Linked DNA regions of Mus musculus: region 1 is linked to region 2. A link is a contact called in public ChIA-PET data. All regions are on one chromosome and are shown on one strand. The core of a region is the stretch at or near the end of the contact, and the rest is flanking DNA. Distances in the headings are between cores, read along the strand shown.

Evidence for each region. ChIA-PET counts read pairs in DNA pulled down with a chosen protein or histone mark.
Region 1: an RNA polymerase II ChIA-PET map of memory CD8 T cells shows a contact between it and region 2, with 19 read pairs. The contact joins the enhancer-like site here to the promoter of Slc45a3 in region 2. A contact is called at or near these places in 6 of 39 promoter capture datasets (the 3T3-L1 cell line, the HPC-7 cell line, the SN4741 cell line and 3 more), 1 of 484 Hi-C or Micro-C datasets (bone marrow-derived macrophages), 7 of 115 datasets of contacts at active chromatin or transcription factors (craniofacial prominence, double positive thymocytes, embryonic basal ganglia and 3 more) and 3 of 9 other capture datasets (adipose tissue, liver and pancreatic islet).

The regions. Positions count from the first base shown.
Region 1 is chr1:132,045,071-132,048,424 of GRCm38.p6, reverse strand. Mfsd4a (major facilitator superfamily domain containing 4A) reads left to right here. Exons shown (of 10, transcript NM_001114662.1): 7 at 1,972-2,119. Among named protein-coding and RNA genes, the nearest start is that of Mfsd4a, 21 kb to the left of the region's middle. Within about 2 kb of position 1,859, at least 27 of the 459 cell types and tissues checked have an H3K27ac peak or open chromatin away from gene starts, as enhancers often do. A contact at or near this core is called in memory CD8 T cells, where this site is marked.
Region 2 is chr1:131,961,249-131,964,525 of GRCm38.p6, reverse strand. It overlaps Slc45a3 (solute carrier family 45, member 3), which reads right to left and starts at 1,611. Exons shown (of 5, transcript NM_001177628.2): 1 at 1,474-1,611.

The DNA.
Region 1 (3,354 bases), core at 610-3,109, 84 kb before region 2:
GAGTCACTAGACTCCCTCTTCCAGTGTGAGCAAAATCCCCCAAGACCTGTGACTCTCTGAAGGTCCCTTTCTTTCAGCCTACCCAGTCCTTGTGGGTTCCTGGACTAATTGTGATGTTTAGGTCTGTGTACATATTTTCCTAGAAACAGATATGCAGATATTTACCTGGAATGTTTTCTGTTTTGTAGCTCTGGGGATCAAACCCAGGGCCTTGGGTGCCCAGGGTAAGTGTTCTAAATCTGACCTACATGCACAGCCCAAACCCAGGAACATTTTCCCTACCAAGCTAGGACTTAGTATAGAGCATGAGGTTTCTATAGAACACAGAGTGCTGGCTGTAGCTCTGTGGTGGAGTACTTACCAAACATGCACCAAGCCTTGGGTTTGTCTCCCAGCCTTTGGAGAATGCTAGAGTAATATACCATTTGTTGGAAATGCAATAGTTTTGAAGTCTCTTGTATCATTTCACCATCAGCCTTGACATCCTCTTGCTAACTGAATGAAAAAGGAAGGAAGGAAGGAAGGAAGGAAGGAAGGAAGGAAGGAAGGAAGGAAGGAAGGAAGGGAGGGATGGGAGGGAGGGAGGGAGAAAGGGAGGGAGGGAGGGAGGAAGGAAGGAAGGAAGGAAGGAAGGAAGGAAGGAAGGAAGGAAAAGGGAAAGAGAAAGGGAAAGGGAAAGGAAAAGGAAAAGGGAAAGGAAGGTGGGCAGGCACTATTCCTAGGTATGGTAGAGGAAAGGTTTATTGTAGATAAAAGGGAGAACATAGCCAGAGGCAGGGACATCTGTGAGAGTCCAGAATGAACATGACCCTGAGCCATGTGAGGGGTTGGGGGAGAGAAGAGAGGAGAGCCAGACCAAGAGGGCAGGAGAGTAAAGGGTAGACCAAAAAGAGACCATGTAACTAAAATGTATGGATTATATAGGAAGAGCAGCTGGGGAGGCCACCCCAGCCCCTGAGCTGGAGAAGTTTAGGGTAGAGAGTAGGGTATGCCAGCCATTTTACTCTATGACAGGCAGGGACTGAGGGATGCTGGGAGAACCTGGTGGTCAGTTCAATTTGATATGTGAAATAAGCACCTCAGAGATTTGTGCCTGGTTTGAGACCTCACAGTAACTACTGGTGTAAAGATAAGAATGTAGAGTTCATGGAGACATCGACTTCAGGGCTCCATGGCTGGGAGGCATGCAGTTAAGACCTGCAGTAGGAGCTGCAGACTCTAAGCCTTGTACAGCTCTGGTTTCTTCCCAGCTGTGGTTTATGTGAAAATCATTCAATGCTTACATTAAAAAAACATTTTTTAAAAAGAGCTTAAAAACTGGGTTGTTTAAGCAAAATTCTGCCTGTGAGGTAGGGACCTTGCTAGGCCACAGAGATCTGAGCAGGCGATCTGAGCTGGTGATTTGTTAGCTCCAGCGCATGGACCACAACCTTCTCCTAGGGTTTTTCCAGTGGGATTTAAGTCAAATCTAAGGAGCCCCAAGCTGGTTGCCATAGCCACTGATCCTCCTGGGTGCTTGTGTTGAATTCCCAGGGAGTAGGAAACCAAGGTCCACCACCCATCCTGCTGGCTCATGGCTTTCTCACTCTGGACACTAGAACTTGGGTGTCAGAGGAAGAGAACCGAAGAGTGGGGTGTTAGACTGCCCATCTCCATCATCGGGAGAGGGAATGTTGATGACCTGGATTCAGAGAAGTCGTTGGGGACCCTCGGTCATTCCCCCAGGGTTTACTGGGTGTTGGGGTGGGAGGGTGCAGCTGCACATAGATAGGTGCTGGGAGGCTCAACTCCCTAGACCTCCTAGATCCCAAACTAGGAACCGTGCAGGTATCAGTGAGACCACACGGTGGCGCATGGACCACACCGTTCTCCCGGGCCAGCAAGGATGCCCCTGCCCGAGTGAGCGTCCCTTTCTCTGAGATGCCCGGAGCCTTGTGCCCTCTCTAATTGCCTCTGCCTCTGCCGTGACAGGTGGGAGTGGTGGTGACCTTCCTGATGCTGCTTATCTTCTCCTACAATGTCATCTTCCTGTTTGTGGGGACCGCAAGCCTGGGGCTGTTTCTCAGTAGCACCTTCCCCAGTATGCTGGCCTACACCGAGGACATCCTCCAGTATAAAGGTAAGTGTCAGAGGAAACACAAGAGCATGCTTCCTGCCGCGGGTAGACACTTCCTCTCCTGCCCCCAGCTTGCTGGAGTGTTCCAGGTCTGGGCTTTCTCTTTACCAGGAAAATCAAAACACCTCCTGGCATGGTTGGGGACAGCCATGTTTGGTCATGGATGCCCTGTCCATGGCTATGTGTCCTACATGTGTCCTCGCAGGCCTCTGGGAAGCCTTGTGGCTTCCTTATCCATTTCCTTCTTTCTTCATGATGTTGCGGTACTGTTTATGGATCTACAACTAACTAATGTTGGCTGTCATGGTATCTGGTCTGTAACTTAGAAGAAAAACAATTCGTGTGGTCAATAAGTCAAAGTACCAAGCGTCTTCAAGTTTCTGGCTCCTGGATCCCCTGAGTGGGTTCAACACACAGCTGAGCTGCATCTCAAACCAGGGAAAATTCGTTTAGCCTATGATTCTGGAGCAGCCCTGGCCATGACGGAAGTGAGGGCAGAAAAAGCATCAGCCAGTGTCAGCACCCATCCTGAGAACACATCTGTGTGCTACTGAGAACATGACATGCCCAGGGGACACAGGAGACATGGTCCCTTCCCTCAGCTCATCCCGGAGGCACTCAGATTTTCAGGAGTCAACTAAGTGAGAAACAGGGTTCTCATGTCAGGGTTGTTTGTTTTGTTTTGTTTTTTAAGATTTATTTATTTTATGTATGTAAGTGCACTGTAGCTGTTTTCAGACACACCAATAGAGGGCATCGGATCCTATTGCAGATGGTTGTGAGCCACCATGTGGTTGCTGGGAGTTGGACTCAAGACCTCTGGAAGAGCCTTCGGTGCTCTTAACCGCTGAACCATCTCTCCAGCCTTCCCCCCCCCCCCACCCCCCATGTCAGTCTTGAGAGAAGAGCTGATGTGCTAGTATGGCAAGTCTGCTGGATGATCACTCAGCTCCATCTTCCTGTCACTCCCCATGGTCTGGGGCTACAGTCAACCTTCCTTTCTCATCATTTACTTGCTTGGCATATTTAACAGTGCTGGACTGTCCAATATCCAGTCCCTTCCTGTGCTTTCATAGGTCTGGACTTGTTTCCCTTCAGTCTTGTCTGACCCACTGAGCATTTATGACCCCCTGTGGTTCCATACCACACCCTGGGCCCAGGCTCCTCTGAGTGGAGAGGTGGCCTGTTCTGATGGGATCTAGGTGTGAGGACGTCACAAGGTCACTCTCCAAGCTGCT
Region 2 (3,277 bases), core at 362-2,861:
GCAAAGACCCTAACTGGGGCCTGCATGTCCACAGCTGTACTATTATCTTTAGACTCAGCCAGTGAGTCAAACTTTTCTGGGCACTTTTGGTTTTAGTACAGTCTTGCTTCCAGGCCAGCCCTGGAGCTGGGGCAGGCGGGAGATAAGGGAGGAATGAGAGGATGAACTGGGTCCAACAGAAAGGCCAGAGGGTTCAGATCCTGTCCCACTTACTCCCTGGGACACAGTGTTCTGTGTGGTTCCTCAGCTTTCTGTCCAGCATCTAGCTCCTGGGCCCTTCTCTTCCCAGCTCCATATGTCAACCTGTTCCCCATGCCTTAGGCACGTGGGCCCACACCGAGGCTTCACACTCTGGGAAAGGGATTGTGCTTCACGCGTAGGAAACAGAGGCTAGAAACCTTAACAGTTTCACCCTCCTGAGAAAAGCTTCCAGAAGCCCAGCCAGTCATTCTAAGCTGCATCTACTCCGTGCCCGTCTGCAAAGCCCTAGCTGGGCTATTCAAAATTCAACCTAGCCAGCTAGGATTGGGTCTGTCACAGCTGAGCATCAAGTTCTCACCAGATACCCACCGGGCCAAACTCTTCCTACCTACAATTCATACTCCTAGGGAAAGAGGAAGCACCGAGTTCTCCGTGGCCTTGGACGAGTCAAGTGTGTGTCATGAAGGAGGGGGCTGAGTCGGAGGGCAAGGGACAGAGCAGTCACAGGGTTCCCTGTCAGGAAGCGGAGACTAAGGAAGAGCTGAGCCTGCAAAGCTCCTGGAGTTTCTCCACCGGGCGTGCTGCCGCCCGCCGAGCGCTTTCTCGCTCTGTAGAGTACTCCCCATCCCCACCTGAGCCTCGGGACACAGCAGCCACAGCCGGAGCTGCTTTTACTCTCCGCAGGTGGGTAACGGAGGCAGAGAAGGAAGGCGCAGGATCGCACACGTACACTTACACTCATTATCCCAGCCTCAACTCCACCAAAGCCTTGCTCCAATTCTAGGGTCAAGAGAGCTGGGTCCCCTTCTGTCTCCGACCAAGGCTCCCGGTTGAAGGACCTCCCAGGGCTTCCCTAAGTGTGGACCGTGCGCGCCGCGGTGACTCATCTGCCCCTTTCGGGCGCAGCCCAGACAAGGGAAGAAATAAACGCAACTTTCCAAAGAAAACTCTGCGGCGGGAGGCTGCAGCAGGGGCGGCCGGCCTTCCGTCGGCCTGGCCCGGGACTCCGCGGCTCCGATCCCGCCCTCCGCGCGCGGCCCGGGACAGCGGGCACCACAGCACAGCGCTCCGGGAGGAAGCGCACTCAGCGCGGACGCGAGCGGGCGCCCGCCCTAGGCACCCGGTCACCAGGGGCCGCGCCCTCCCCGCGAGCCTCCGCTCGCGCAGGGCCGGGACGCCACGGAGCGGCCCCATCCCGCGGGGTGCTGAAAGCCACCGCCGAGCACGGCCACCCGCGCGCACCTTTCCCGCCGGGACCAGCCCCTCCCCTACCTGGCCCGGCGTGCGGCTGTCACCTGGGGCTGGCGCGTGCGAGCTCGGACCCCTGCTTCACCAACGCGCGCCAGCGGGCGCCTTTTAAATCTCCAGGTTACTCAGTGGGGGGAGAGAGCATGCGCGCTGGGGCTGCCAGGAGGGGGGCGGGGCAAGGCGGGTCGGAGGTGGGGGGGTGCTGGGAGGGGATGGAGGGGTGGGGCCGGTCCCCAAGGGAAGAAAGCGGGAGGTGGAAAAGCAGTCTCCTTTCTGGTCGCGACCGGACGGGCAGCCCCCGCGTGGCTCCTAGACTGCCCTGTCATTACCTAGGGCCGTGCACCGCCCCCTCTGCCGCTTGCCACCAAAACATTTAGGTAAAAACTACCCAGCTCCACGGGGTACCTCCCCTCTGCTCCTCGACCATTGCCCGCGCGTGCCATTCTGGACATCCTGCTGTCCAGGCACAACTGCGACCCACCCGCACTGGACCACGCCTTCAAAGGATCGGCCACATTCTGAGAGCTACTTTTCCTTGCTCTCAGAAAGCTAACTCAGTGCCTCTTTCTGCAACTCAAAGACAAAACTCCCACTTCTTTTTTCTTCTTTTACTTGTGGTTGCGTATAAGGAAGGAGAGGTGATAAATTGCCACCAAAATGTTCCCAGTCAAAGTTTCCAAAATGCCTGGACTGGCAGGAAGCGGGTGCAGGTGGGAGCGTTGCAATCGTAGGCTGATCCCGGGGTGGGGGTGGGGACTTTATTGTGTCTCTTTCATCCATGGAATTGTCTAAGGTGGAGAGACATTCACTTAGGCGACTTGTTGACCTCAATACCACAGGCTAGACATTTCTGCAGATATTTTTGGTGCACGAGACTAAGTAATCATAAAAATATCAGAGGGAAATGTGTTGTTGATGAATATTATATATTGGGCTAAGGGTTGTTTTCATCATCTCGGTATGAATATAAACAGACATTTTCCCCTTTGTTCTTATTCTCTGAGCAAGATACATATAGCCAGAGCTTACATATATGAGCATTTACATCGTATCAAATGTGTGTGATGTCTCAGTGAGAAGAAGTCCACAAGAAGATATGTGCAAGTTTATGTACAAATACTACAGCATGCTGTCTTGAGACCCTGGGGTGGATCGGGTATCCATAGGGTCCTGGGACCATCTGCACTACAGAATCCCAGGAAATGCTTTTGACATGGAGGACCTGGATGGCCTTAGATGGGAACTGGCCACTATGGTGCTGGATTGCAGTGTTTTGTTTGTTTGTTTTTGTTTTTTTGTTTTGGTTTTTTCGAGACAGGGTTTCTCTGTATAGCCCTGGCTGTCCTGGAACTCACTCGTAGACCAGGCTGGCCTCGAACTCAGAAATCCGCCTGCCTCTGCCTCCCCAGTGCTGGGATTAAAGGCGTGTCCCACCAACGCCCCGGCCTGGATTGCAGTGTTAACCCAGTGTTAACCCTTGTGCACCGTGGGGGCAAGTCCTTCCCATCTTCTGGGTTCTGTTCGAGGCAGCTAGTCAGCTGTCCCCCCAAAGGCACCCCCAGGTAGGAGGATAAGGATAGAAGAAAAAGAGAGACGTCAAAGGGAAAGCAAGAAATGGGCTAGTGGGGAAGAGAGCATATGTACAGGGGGAAACAGAGAACAAAATGTTAAGAGTCTGCATTCCGAGTCATTACATTAAATGTGAAAACCTTCTGGGCATAGCCTCCTTGGGAGCACAAGAACATTCATCCTAACTGGGATCTTGGCTTTCCAACATTTTTAACATACTTATCTGTAACCAGTAGAGAGCCCAGGGTGGAGTTCTGGT